Regions from separate parts of the Anas platyrhynchos genome. Here region 1 is linked to region 2. A link is a contact called in public Hi-C data. All regions are on one chromosome and are shown on one strand. The core of a region is the stretch at or near the end of the contact, and the rest is flanking DNA. Distances in the headings are between cores, read along the strand shown.

Region 1 (7,059 bases), core at 1,405-3,904, 85 kb after region 2:
TATAAAAAGGATGTTATGATTCTTAAAAGCATCCAGAGTAGGGCAACAAAGCTAGTAATAGGACGTGAAGGCATGTCCTGTGAGGAGAGGCTGAGGACACTTGGGTTGTCTGCTCTGGAGAAGAGGAGGGCGAGAGGCGACCTTGTTGCTCTCTGCAACTCACAGAGCAGGGAAAGTGGGGAGGGAGGTGCCGGCCTCTACTCCCTGGTCACCGATGGCAGGACATGAGGGAACGGCACAAAGCTGCACCAGGGGAGGGTCAGGCTGGGTGTTGTGGGATACCATACTTTGACTGCAGTTTTCGAAGAGGCCAAGGGGAGTTAAATATCTGGCTTCCATTGGATTTCAGGGTGATATGGATGTCTTAGTGTGTTCTGTTCCTAGGAATCCTTAGGTCCTCATTTGCCCCAGCTCACTTTCCTTCACTAAGGAGACTCATGTTACAGGAAATAATGGTGTGAAATTCAGGTGGTTCATTCTCACCCTGGACAAGTAGCCAGATGGTCTTGGTGTAGTGGTGAATAACTCCATCCACTTACAACACTCAAAGAGTTTAAGTTTTAGTCAGTCATTGCTACCATAAGAATGTATGTGTGTATGTATATATGTGTGTGCATATGCATATGCATTTCTGTTAATGATGTGTCTGACTTAACATTATTTTTTGCTGCAGTCATCTGTCTAAATTATGAATTTCTTCTTCTTCTTCTTCTTCTTTTTTTTTTTTTTAATTAATTAATTTATTTATTTATTTATTTATTTTTAGTTAAGGAAAAGGCAAAATGGCTCTTCCTATCCAGGAACCAATCTTTAAGGAAAAGATACATGGAACATTTCCTCGAAGCAGCCCAGTGCCTCCCAAGTGGTATAATACACCACAACATTACAGGTAAAATTTCATTGGTCTCTCTCTCTCAGGTGTAACTTACACCTCCGTGTTTGCCAAGGGCAGAATGAACCTGAGAGAGTATTGGCCTCCCTTCATAATCAGTGAGGAGAATGCATCCTCAGTAATTTTGCATATGACACCAAGTTAGGTGCTTGTGTCGATCTGCTCGAGGGTAGGAAGGCTCTGCAGGAGGATCTGGATAGGCTGGACCAATGGGCTGAGGTTTGCATGAAGTTTAACAAGGTCAAGTGCCGGGTCCTGCACCTGGGGCGCAATAACCCCAAGCAGAGCTACAGGCTGGGAGATGAATGGTTGGAGAGCCGCCTGGCAGAGAAGGACCTGGGAGTGATGGTGGACAGTCAGCTGAATATGAGCCAGCAGTGTGCTCAGGTGGCCAAGAAGGCCAACGGCATCCTGGCTTGTATAAGAAGCAGTGTGGCCAGCAGGGCTAGGGAAGTGATTGTCCCCCTGTACTCGGCTCTGGTGAGGCTGCACCTTGAGTACTGTGTTCAGTTTTGGGTCCCTTGCTACAAGAAGGACATTGAGGTGCTCAAGTGAGTCCAGAGAAGGGCAATGAAGCTGGTGAGGGGTCTGGAGAACAAGTCTTATGAGGAGCAGCTGAGGGATCTGGGATTATTCAGTCTGGAGAAGGGGAAGCTCAGGGGCGACCTTATTGCTCTCTACAGGTACCTTAAAGGAGGCTGTAGCGAGGTTGGGGTTGGTCTGTTCTCCCACATGCCCAGTGACAGGATGAGGGGGAATGGGCTAAAGTTGTGCCAGGGAAGGTTTAGGTTGGATATTAGGAGAAACATCTTTTCTGAAAGAGTTGTTAGGCATTGAAACGGGCTGCCCAGGGAAGTGGTTGAGACACCATCCCTGGAGGTCTTTAAAAGACGTTTAGATGTTGAACTTAGTGATATGGTTTAGTGGAGGACTTGTTAGTGTTAGGTCAGAGGTTGGACTAGGTGATCTTGAAGGTCTCTTCTAACCTAGACAATTCTGTGTGTTTCTGTGATTCTGAGAAATGGAAACTTTCAGGATGTGATTTGACCCTTTTGAAATGACAGGCATTAGGTTGAGATAATTTTTTCTCCCCAGAGTTACCTCTTCAGTGAATCTAGTCATCTAGTTCAGAGGTGGACTTTTAAATAGTAGATATACAAATTGAGGTAAGGTGAAGCCAAAGCAGGTGTTTGTTTCCCTATGACTGATGACTGCATTTTCTCAGCATGAATATGAGAAAGTAAAGTGGCTCAAGCTAAAGACTTAATACAGTGTCAAAGGATGCTGGCTGAAGTGTATGCTAGTGTTGTGTGTTAGCAAGTTTGGGGCATATTGCTTCTGAACAAGACATTTCAGTAGCCTAAATCACCAGACTACCATGTTATCTCAAATTATGTGCCCCTGTAAGGTCTGTTATCTACACTGGTGCTGTATGTGGTCCTTGGAGACAGTATGGAAATCTGAGTTTATCTTCTGCAGTTCACAGAGCCACAAAGACGCCAGAGAATGAACATTGCCCCAGACTAAATACTCTGTGATAGTACAGGAGTGGCACAGATAATGTCTAGCTTAAATTAGAGTACATGGTGCTTTGTGAGCAGATACAAACTGCATCTCTTTGCCCTGGAGAGGAGGAACTGGTGTCAGTTGGTTTGCATTTTATATATTCTTCTTCTGTCTGATTACCTTTGTGAAAGGCAATTGTCTACAATAATATCACTTACATAGGAGATGGGAAAGTTTCGTTATCTGAATGACTAGAAGTGGAGGAGAGAAAAAGTTAACTACTCTCCTATGAAGCTGGGTTACAGATTGAAAAGTACTTCTTTTTAAGGCAATTAGGAAAAAGTACATGAAAAATTGAGACATATTTCTTATACTATTTGTGTGCACATATTTTTCTATTTTTTAGGAATTTCAGTGAATGTTTATCAGCAAGTTGTCTATTTTTCTGAGGGGAATTCCATCTGGGTGAAAGGAGCTGCAGATATGTCTGATACGTCTGACGTAATGCTCTTTTATGCTGGCCGGGGGAATATAACATCAATCTCAGTAGACTGGCTTTACCAGAGGATATACTTTGTCATGAATGAAAAGGTAGTGCTCTGGGGCTTAATTAATTTCTTATTTTATTTGAGCCACTCCTACAGTTTAATTCACTTGAGAAATTCTGTTTTATATTTATCATACACAAAATATAATTGTAGAAATAGAGCTTTAACTTCAATAATATTCACATATTTCACAGATTAAAAAAAAAAAAAAAAAGAAAAATAAAAGAAAAAAAAAGAAAAGAGGAATATCAAGTCACATTTAAGCAAACAGGTTATACAGAACTCTGTCTCCTTGTCTTATTTTTTCCCCTCAGGACATAAAAGGCTTTAGTTTTAACTGCTTTATTTTATTTATTTATTTATTTATTTTTTGAGACTGGCTTCATGTCCAGTTCATACCCAATATTAATAACTTTGTTCTTGCTGCTGGGTTGCTTGCTCTATGTACCTCCTTTGGTTCCTACTCTTCCTCAGGAAGATGGTGTGGTAACTAGTCAGTGATTACAATGCTCTTCATAGATGGCAAAAGTTCAAGAGGGAAAGTGATGACAGCTGAAATTACTACTGTTTCAACCTGAAGTAAAATTATAGATAGCAACTCTGCACTTGATTCCCTGCTGGTGAAACATTAATTACATTAATGGCCAGATTTTGCATATACCTTTGTATTGCTCTAATGCACAAAGGACTAGAAAGTTGCTCTAAATGGTTAGTGTTTTGTTGTTTTTTGTTTGTTTATTTATTTTGCTAGCTTCTTGTTGCTCTCATAGTGAGAAATGTAGTAGTGAGAAAATAATACAAAAGCAGCTGTAGATGAACACACTGATGACAGAGCTTTCTGAAGCTATTGCAGTTTAGAGAAGTCCCCAGGTATTGCCCCCAGCATCAGAAAAGCACTTTCTTCTCTCTTTGTCCTACTGTACTAGATCATTTTCAAAACACAGTTTGTCAGTACCCCAAAATCAGGCTTCTCCCTCCAGTTCAGAGGCAGCAAGCTAGGATGAAGATGACTGGCAAAGAGCTCTTTCAGGGTAAGTTGTTATGGATGTATTTGTATGTGCTACACTGATATACTCGGGTGTCTGACAACACAGGAGCTCAGAAGGATGTAGGCTTGTGAGAGAGGTATTTTGTTGTTGGGTTCACCTGAAAGAATCCCCAGTCAGCTTGTTTGCTTGTTAGCAAATGCCCTATGCATCAGCAGTTTCTCTTCTCATTCCCCAGATACATGTTTGTCATTTAGAGAACTGCACAGCAGCTGAAGACATCACTCCTCTTTATGTGACATCCCCTAAGAAGGTTGTAGCTGATCCCTATAATGGGTGAGTGTCCTCCTGTGAGCATTTGGTGTCAAAGGTGCTATAAAGCTCCTCTAATTGTCTCCACTTCAGTAGTCATCTAGTTCCTGTTTCAAACCCCTACCAAAACAAAAGTGCAATGGCAACAAATAACAAACTATAAAACTGTTGGAACAAAAGTGACACCTTGCAGTATTGTTTCTGCATTTTCTTCCCTAGGGTGTTATCAGAGGAGATAAAGTATTTCCCATACAGAAATTTGTTTTTTAGACATTTGGTGCATTTACAAGTATAATGCTCTTTGCATTATAAATGTCCTTGCTTAATACTTGAGGTATTATAGAAGAATACTCTCTAGTGATCTGCCAGCCAGATCCCCAGAAGGTAAAAAGTGATGTGCTTAATTCTCCTAGGATGTATATTAGTAGTACCAAAAGCATTTTCTTATTGTCTGCGTAAAGTCAGGCACATCTTCAAGCTGTTAAAATATTTGTGACTCATCCATAAAGCTCTTGCTTTGTAGTTACTTGGGTATATTTTGCTCCATGACCAGGTATATTTTCTGTCTCTTGGAGGATGGTATATACAGAGCAAACCTTCCACCCTTTCCTGACACTGCCTCTGCAGCTTCACTAGTTGTGAAATCCAGTGCTCTGAGAGACTTTGTGATCAACTTCCAGTCTAAGAGACTTATTTTCTTCAACAAAACAGAACAGGCCTTTGTGTCGGGTTTTCTTGATGGTTCAGAATTTCATATGCTGCGATCGCACGTGACGCTTGATGACATGGAGAGCTTTGTTTATGAAGATAACATGTTTACTGTCACGGATGGCTGGGCAGTTTTCCAGGAGGAGGTCTCTCCAGATGGAAAGTCTAGCTTCAATGAGTATGTTGTGGATTGCAGTTTGGATTGTCCAGAGTACTCTGGCTTTGGCAATTTGCTTTTCTATGGGGCATCAACTCAACCTTTTCCTTTACCAACTCCTCCGCGGTTTGTCACAGTGCTATTTGGATTGCATCAAGCTGTGATTAGCTGGAGATCACCTGAACACACTATTGGAACTAGTAAGTTCAGCTTTTATTTCTGAAAGACCAGTCCTTTTCTTTCTAGGGGAAAAACTTATTCTGTTTTCCTGTCCCTCATGTTGGACTTCAGTGACTTCAATAGCCAGTTCTGCTGGAAGATTTACCTCAGTCTGAAAAAATTTAACTCAAGATTTCCCAGTAAAATACCTGAATTGTCTGCATAAATTAAAAAAAAAAAAAAAAAAAAAAAAAAAGTTTATATAAGTGAGTAGCTCATCTGTCACTTGCAAGGGATTGTAAGCAAGGTGCCATCTTAACCAAGGTATGGAATGTTTGCTGATGATACCACACAGAAAATGCATGCCAGTGACTTAGTAGCTTTTAATCAGTGCTATAATCTACCTGATTGAGGAAAATTTTGGTTCTTCCAACTTCTTTCTTCATGGGGAACTGAGCCACTATTCTTGTTTGGTCACAGAGATGGGGAATATAAATTTTTAATTCATCTCTTTTTTTTAATCCTTCTGCTACTGGCATTTTTGAAATGAACTTCAAACTTACAAACTTACAGTTTTCTCAAAGAACACACATCTTCCACTACAGTCATCTACTCTGCAATAACATAATTGTTTGCATCTCACAGGTCCTTCTGCTTGGCAGAACTGGACTTATGACGTGAAAGTGTCATCTCAAAATCCTTCTGAGGAGGAACAGGTTATCTCAAACATTAGTGACACCAGGTTTATCGTGAAGAAACTGGCCAGCTTCACAGCGTATGAAATGTCTGTCAGAGCTGTGTCTCCTGCTGGTGAAGGGCCGTGGTCAGAGTCATTCAGAGGCATGACATTAGACGAAGGTGAGAATTCCTTTGTCATCCAGGAGAAATGATGAATGAATCATGTGTACAGCTTTCCACCTGGTAAAGTCCAGGCTTTGAGCAAAGACTACAACTAGAGGGGCACAAAAAGGATTATGTTAGAAATGTTAAAGATTACAGGTAAATTAATTTGAATTTAGTTCAATAAGATTCTCAAACTAGAATGATGGTACTACATAGAATGTATTTATTATTCATGTTTATATATATATATGTATAAATATATTTTTTCTAATGCAAATACACTGTCAAACACATTTTTTGATACATGGAAAAAAACAGGTATACAAGGAGTGCTTTTTGCTCTGTAAAGCACTTTCTGTGATGAAGTGGTTTGAGCAGTGTTTTAGGTATTAATGCCAGTTTATAGGAGAGTGCAGGTTCACTAAAAACTGATACCCCTTGGTTTTAATGAAGATAATGGGAGAAATGGGCATCTGCACAATGTCTAAGATTAGTAGATCTTTGAAATGCTTTTTGATACCTATTTCACCTGTACTAACCTATGTCTGAGGGAAAAAAAAAAGTTTCTATTTAATGTACTGGGCTTGCAGTTGAAATCTGGGATTTTAATTGACTTTGGTAGGCAAGGTCCAAACCTGCAGTAGTGTTTAAGTATCTAATAGGATTCCAAATTGTCTTATTATTCTGGGTCTAAACCAGCCCTGAATCTGTAACTTTCTCAAACTGTGATATTTTCATGCCTGTCCTTTTTGTCCATTGTTCCGTAACACAGGCCAATTTTAACCATGTACTTCAGTAATTTCCCAGAAACAGGAACCCCTGCTAAGATAATTAAAATACAAATATAGTAAGTTAGTTGTTTGTTGGTGTGCACAACTGCAGTTTTATTAATTTTCTTTCTTTACCAGCTGAAGAGGAAGCATATATATTGGCAGTGGGGGCTGAAGG
Region 2 (6,630 bases), core at 2,302-4,801:
TCTTGACACCTGTTTTGCAGTAGAAGGCCTGCAGCGCTGCTGTGGGTTGCCCCTGTTATGAGAGCAGAGCCTTTGGGCTACCTCTGCAAAGGCATCACCAATCTCCCCCCAGATTTCATTTATATTCTTCATGGTTGTTTATAACCCTTTATGAAGGGTTTCCTGATTGGAGTTACGGCTTAAATACTTCAATGCACCTCAGCTGCTGGGCATTGGCAACTTCAGGTTTGAAGCTGGTGACTGGGCTTTTTATAGAAGGATGCTGCTCTGGTAGATGGATGGGGATTTTTGTATAGTTGCTAAACGAGTGTTACTGGAGTTTCCTATTGATTTGATCTTTATTTTTGCCTGTTTTGCTTGACAGGTCAGGTGCTAACTCACAATGGAAGTGAGGTGTCATAAGAAAACTCAGGGAGCTAGCAGAAATTTTTCAAATTCTTTGTGCTCTTAAGGTGATTAATCTAGATCCAGGTAACACATTGCTAACTTTGAAACTGATTTTATTTTAAAATAAAAGGCGCAAACACATAGAATGGACTAATTTAGTTGGAGGGGACCTACAAAGATTAAGTCCCAACTGTCCGACCACTTCAGGGGTAGCCAAAAGTTACAGCATGATATTGAGGGCATTGTCCAAACATGCCTCAAATGCCTCTTGAACGCTGACAGGCATGGAGCATCAAACACCTCTCCAGGAAGCCTGTTCCAGGGTTTGACCACCCTCACAGTAAATAAATTTTCCTTAATGTCCTGTCTGAATCTCTCCTGGCACAGCTTTGTGCCACTTTTGTATTGGCAAGACTGTTTTGTCTTATAGTAACTTAAAGTAGTTGTGTTGAGTGCTCTAATTAAATATGAAAGTGTAGTTTGGGCCACCTCAGTTTTATGCTATTTTCAAAATCAAAACTTGTCTATTACTTGGTAATTCTAATTTGTGACCAGAATCCTACACATTTTTAGTGCCAAGTATTTGCACTTTTATTTAGAACCAGAAGGGGGCAGCAGCTTCCTTCAAATCTTCAGCATTCACGAGACTGGAAGAACGAGATTCTTTTTTTATTAAATAAAAAACTTCGATTTATTTATTTATTTGTTGCTGTTCTTTATACTATTATTAGTAACGTTTACTCTTAAAAGAGCAAACATCCAGTCTAGCTAGCATCCTGTTGCAAGCACTGTTCAGGTGACACAATTTACAGTAAACATTGTTCTCTGTGCAGTATATGTACAAGCAAACTTGAACACAGACACACACACAATTATAATTTCATATAGCTCTGGATTCGTGATTTGTTGAAGACTGCTTAAATATATCCATCTACTACTTTAAAAATGAGTGCTTTTTTAACTTTCAGTGCTTATGTGTGCTTTTTAGTTCTGTGTTTGTGGGTGGATTAAGTATTTCCAAAAGAAGGGGCCAAGAGCATTGTTAAATGACTTACTGGGTCGGTCTGTAGACTCTCCTGCCTGCACTTTGCCTGTGCCTTTCAATCATGGTGTGCAACTGGCCTCATCACATTCCTGGCACCTTTGCTGGGACAGAGGCCGCCCATCACGTCCAACCACGTTGAGATTTGGCACTGAGGAGAAGCGAAAAAAGGGAGAAGAACATTGCATTTTGCTCTTGTTTAGTTTCAGACTGAAGGTTTTAATTTTAATTTTATTTTATTTTAATCAGGAGAAGAGGAAGATCTGTTCACACTGACCCACACGTCATGTTTTCTCTACCACTGTTGGTTTCCAATGACTACCAAATGGTAGAGCAGTTCCCAAACACGTCTGTCAGTAACCAGGTGATCAGTGAACTTCTCAGCCAAATGTTCTTTTGCATAAAATATTTATGTCCTTGATGCTGGTCCTTATATAGTGAAGTGACTGTACTATAATAAGGGGGGATAAAGTGTGACAATCTGTTGGGAAGTTAACTATGAACTATGGACTCTAAAGGGGTATCTTTATGATGCCATATGCTAGACATGTGTAAGATAGTAGAAAAGTTATTGTAGCATTTTTTACCAAAATCATGGGTGGCTTTGTGTTGCAAGTGTCAAAAAAAGATGGGTCCTGTCTTTTGTGACACAGCACTGTATGCACTAAGGCATGTGTGGAAGAGAAAGTAAGAGCTGTCCACAACCTTTTCACATCCATGTATGACTCTCATGTTTCCATGTTACAGGCCTACTTTATCCAGGTCACCAGATTCAAATTTTATAAAACTGTCTGTCAGAGCAGATGGTGTCACTTAAGGATAAATAGCTTAGCCATAGATGTGAAGAAAAGCCGCCTCTTCAAGTAAGGTCTGCTAGCGCATCTCAGGCTTTATCACCTATGTCTTGTCTCCCTGCATGACAGAGAGTTTTTAACAGGTTTGTGATTGGTGTTCTCAAAGATCTTTACATTTTTCGGTGGGCTTGATTAGTTGATACAGCTCTGGACAAATGGTAGCATATCTGTCTGTCTCAGTTTGTCCATCTGTGGAATGGGTTGCCTGGGCCACAAAAGCTTAGATGTGCAATACATTTGGGAAGGCTGAAGTTTCTCGTATGTGCCCAAGGCATCAAATTGTTCAAACCAATGGCTTGGAAGTGGCTAATGTAACTTGCTGTCTTTCTAGCCTGTTGTCCTCTACAGCCTGTTGTTCCATTCTTTTATGGTCAGTGTCACCATCTCTGCTCTCTGTCACTCCTCATGTAGCTCTTTGGGAGACTTCTGATAAGCTCTCCCTGGGTGCGTTAGGCTTCCGCCACTGCTGGATGTTTCTGTATTGTTTGTGTTAAATTGTCGCTAGTATTTCTTTGATGGCTAGAACTTTGGTTTTATTTCTTGTCTACCTACAAGAGAAAAAGTGTATGTTTTACGGTCTGTTATTGTCTGTTAATATCTGATTCAATTGAGAGAATTTTGCAGTCCGAGTAACTTGTTATTTTGCAGATTTTCTCACTCCTTTTACTAGCTCAGACTCACAATAGGAAACGCTTGATATTCAGAGTTATTGCTTATCTTCAGGTGGGCAGATAATGCAGATCTTTAAGGGAGCTTTTCCAGTCAGGTCAGTTAGAAAATTTGTGTCTACCCAAAATTATGGATTCCTGAAGTCAGTCCCGGATAGTGGTCAGGACATGTGAGCCTTAATTACAGCAGCATGTCACCAACGTGGGCTTATATTTTTGGTTATGCTGAAAAATGATGTTGTGCTGTAAATTAATTGTCTCCTTCCTGAATTTCTCTTTCAGATAACTCTGTCTGTATAAAAGTAAGTGAGTTGATAATCTCTTGGATGTTGTGTGGGCTCTTGGTAGAGGCGTTGCTAGTGGCTAAATAAATAATGAATTAACTCAGCCCGAAACAACAGCTTACTGAATAACCTCTGCATACAGTAAGTGGAGAATGTTTTTCAGGACTTTTCAGATCCATAATGTGATGCCAAGCCTAAACATATGGTGAAATTTGAATGAAAATTCTCCAAATTCTCATGTCCAGACTATACAATGAGATAACACAGAAAGGCAGATGTTAGGCGTCCTCCTTATCATTTACAGCACGAGTTTTCCCCAACTAAGGATGTCTCCCCTCTTGTCTTTATCTAGTTTAGAAACACTTTGACCCCTTCTTGTATGCCCTTTGTAGCTGGTAGGACTGCACCAAGGGGCTTCAAAAAAAAAAAAAAATAGCAATCAGGAGTTTCTATTTTGAGTTTCAAAGTTATTGTGTAGTAATGGCACCTTCCCTTTAAATAAGCAGGTTCCTTGAAACTTATTCAGTCTTCAATAATTCATAGACATTGCCACTGCTCCTTTATAATGTTGTTTGTCTTGTTAACCTCACGCAGCTATAGCAGAGTATTTTTTTAGTATACGTGTCAGGTTCAACAGTACTGATGAGGTTCAAGTGAAAAGATAAATTCTACTCATTTACCCCATGCTGTACTATTGCAGAGGGGGTTGGAGGTCAGTACAGGCTTACATCATCACTGACATTGGAAAGAAGCAAGTAGAATGGATTTACTTTTATGGAAAAAAAAAAAGGAATAAAGAAAAAAGGAATGCAGCAACATGACCTTGTCATTCCTGCAGTCCAGACTGATTACAGGCTAAAGGGAGCTGTTTGGACACCCGCTCGCTGACCAAACCTAACCTGGTTTGGAGAGAGGATTAATGGAAGAACACTGATGGATTTTTACAAGGTTGATTTTCAGTGGATACCTGACCCTGCAGGACTTCTATGAGACCTCTGGCTCATTTCTTAGAGGTCACAAACCTCTTGTTCAGAGGTAATTGCTTTTTGTTACTCACCGCCAGTGAAATGAATTTGAGCTGCATGGAGAGAAACTACTGGTTTAGCAAAAACAAACTAACACAAACCAAAAAACAAACAAACAAACAAACAAAAAAAAAAAAACCTGCCTGACTTTGGCAAAAGCCAGGACACAGACCAATAATTACACTTTGTTTAATGTTTATTAACTACCTCAGTGGTGACTTTATATGCACAGTTTTGAAGGTGTTGCCACAGTGCAACGCTACTGTTTTAAGGTCAAGAGGTTTAAGCGTAACTTAGTGCTAATAGTATACTTTGTTATGGCAACTGCACTTCTTTGCTGTGGTTTTTAGATTCTTCAGAGGTACTGGGTGAGTGAGGCCTTGTGCTGGATAGCGGCAGCAGTCGCCACCTGTGTTACACAGACACAAAATGGAGGCTGCCTGGGCGGGTCACAACAGTGGTGGCCTGGGGGCTCCCTTAGCACCTCTCCAGAGGTGTGGGCTCTGTCACTTACTGACATTGGGCACCTGGCTTGCTCTGCACTGCAACTGCAGGTTAGATAGATCATCTGAGCACTGTAAGGCCTCTGCTGCCTTCTCCCGTCTGCTGTATGGCCACAAGTCCATTTTCTGCCCATGCATCCCACTGCAGCTCAGCAGACAGTGTCCCAAAAGCCTGGCAATGACAGGGTGGCACTGGGGAGGACACAGCAATCCGTGTCATACATCTGCATGGCAGAGAAGACTCCAGCACCACAGAAAAACAAATCATACCTGTCAATGATAGTGACCCACCAAGCACTTAATCAGTCAAGTGTCTGTTCCTGTCATGGGGCCTACAGCCTGACATTCCCATCCTGTGCAGGAAAAGTTTGTGTCTTAGACTGGCTACATACACATTTGTGTATTTGTTGTGGTGTTTGGAGAATCTACTAATTTATTTATTTATTTATTTATTTATTGGGGTGGGAGTCTTTCTTCGGTTCCTTCGGTTAGCGACGAGCAGTGACAATGTGTGACCCTGTTCACAGCACAGTCAGAGGCTTGCTATCGACGGCGGCTGGAACAGGTAGATCCTTAGGGCTGTGACCAGTTAATATTTAACCTTCTTGTGAACTCTGGCGCGGTTTTACTGTTCCAGCCTACTGGGAGCAACTGCTCAGGAGAGGAGTTTGGTACTGAATCACTGCTGAAAGTCTCCGTTAACCAGATGGTCAGCCTCATAAAGAGGTTAGACTCTGCTCTGCCACAATCTCTAGCGACGTTGGAGGGAGACCCAGTGCAAATGCAGCCCTTCCTACTGTGTTAATGGTTTGAAACAGGGCCTGTCTTAGAAGGAAGATTTTTAATTATGTGGCGTTTGCTAAGTCTGGCTGTGTTATACCTGCAGCTGGTTTTGGCTGTGAAAACAGGCTGGGGCAGGCAAGCCGGAGAAGCCATTCTGAGGCGGAGCACGAGGATGAGCCACCACAGCTGGGAGATTCGGGCAATCCCTTTCCTTCCTACATCAGGGTTTAGTATCGCTGCCACCATCAGAATGGAGAGACTACACAGGTAGGAAATTACGTGCATATCTGCTGTGAGGGTCACCAAAAACTGTTTCCCAGGCTGAGGGGGAGAATGCCACTATGGCACCTGCAGCGTGCCGCAGATGCAGGATACATGTGGCTGAGGCATGCCAAAAGGTTGTTATAATACAAGCCGTGGCATCGATTGCCTGCTGCTGTTGCACTGCTACATTATCTTGGTGCCTCATTAGGTGGGGAATAGCTCTGATTACTGAGCTCTGCTTGTTTGTGAAGTGACAAGTCAGGCTAATCAGCTGTGTGGGTGCAGTATTGGTTACAGCCTCACTGGGGGGGCATCCTTATCCTCTCCTCAATTATGTGCTTCCAGCAGCAGGGTTGGGCACAGAAGTTTGTTCGTGGGCGCTTCTTCTCTAGAGATTATGGACAGAGAAGCCAGGCTAAATGGGGCACTGAGATAATCTTTTTTTAGCCTGTCATACTGAGAACGTAAATTGCAGCCTCGCAACTGGCACTTTTGCAGAGAGTAAGGAACACTTATTTCTCACCCTGCAGGATATGTGACAAGAGTGGGTGTGCAGTGATGATAAAGTCACCAAGTTAAGTACCAGGCCTGTGTGACTGATTTACAAATACCAGTGTGCTTTATTTACATAGACATGTAAACAACAGAAGGTAAACAACACCACCCAGCTCGGTCTAACAAACAGGCTGCTGCTGCTTCGCTTCAGAACCTGAGGTGTTTTATACATTTCACAGAAACTGTATTGACAGTGAACACAAGAGGACTACAAGGTTAGCTCGACTCTTTCTTCTTTGCACAGGAATTGCATGCACTGTGCATT

The links. Hi-C and Micro-C count contacts between places; a contact is called where the count stands out from the background.
Region 1: a Hi-C map of F5 follicle shows a contact between it and region 2, with 3 times the contacts expected there. The contact joins two enhancer-like sites. A contact is called at or near these places in 2 of 8 Hi-C or Micro-C datasets (F5 follicle and small yellow follicle).

Annotation. Positions count from the first base shown.
Region 1 is chr3:69,527,272-69,534,330 of IASCAAS_PekinDuck_T2T, forward strand. It overlaps ROS1 (ROS proto-oncogene 1, receptor tyrosine kinase), which reads left to right. Exons shown (of 45, transcript XM_072036083.1): 10 at 767-889; 11 at 2,805-2,989; 12 at 4,171-4,268; 13 at 4,798-5,309; 14 at 5,914-6,126; 15 at 7,020-7,059. Among named protein-coding and RNA genes, the nearest start is that of ROS1, 17 kb to the left of the region's middle. Within about 2 kb of position 2,655, at least 4 of the 8 cell types and tissues checked have an H3K27ac peak or open chromatin away from gene starts, as enhancers often do. A contact at or near this core is called in F5 follicle and small yellow follicle, where this site is marked.
Region 2 is chr3:69,441,665-69,448,294 of IASCAAS_PekinDuck_T2T, forward strand. It overlaps DCBLD1 (discoidin, CUB and LCCL domain containing 1), which reads right to left. Exons shown (of 16, transcript XM_038177004.2): 16 at 6,408-6,630. Among named protein-coding and RNA genes, the nearest start is that of GOPC, 35 kb to the left of the region's middle. Within about 2 kb of position 3,552, at least 4 of the 8 cell types and tissues checked have an H3K27ac peak or open chromatin away from gene starts, as enhancers often do. A contact at or near this core is called in F5 follicle and small yellow follicle, where this site is marked.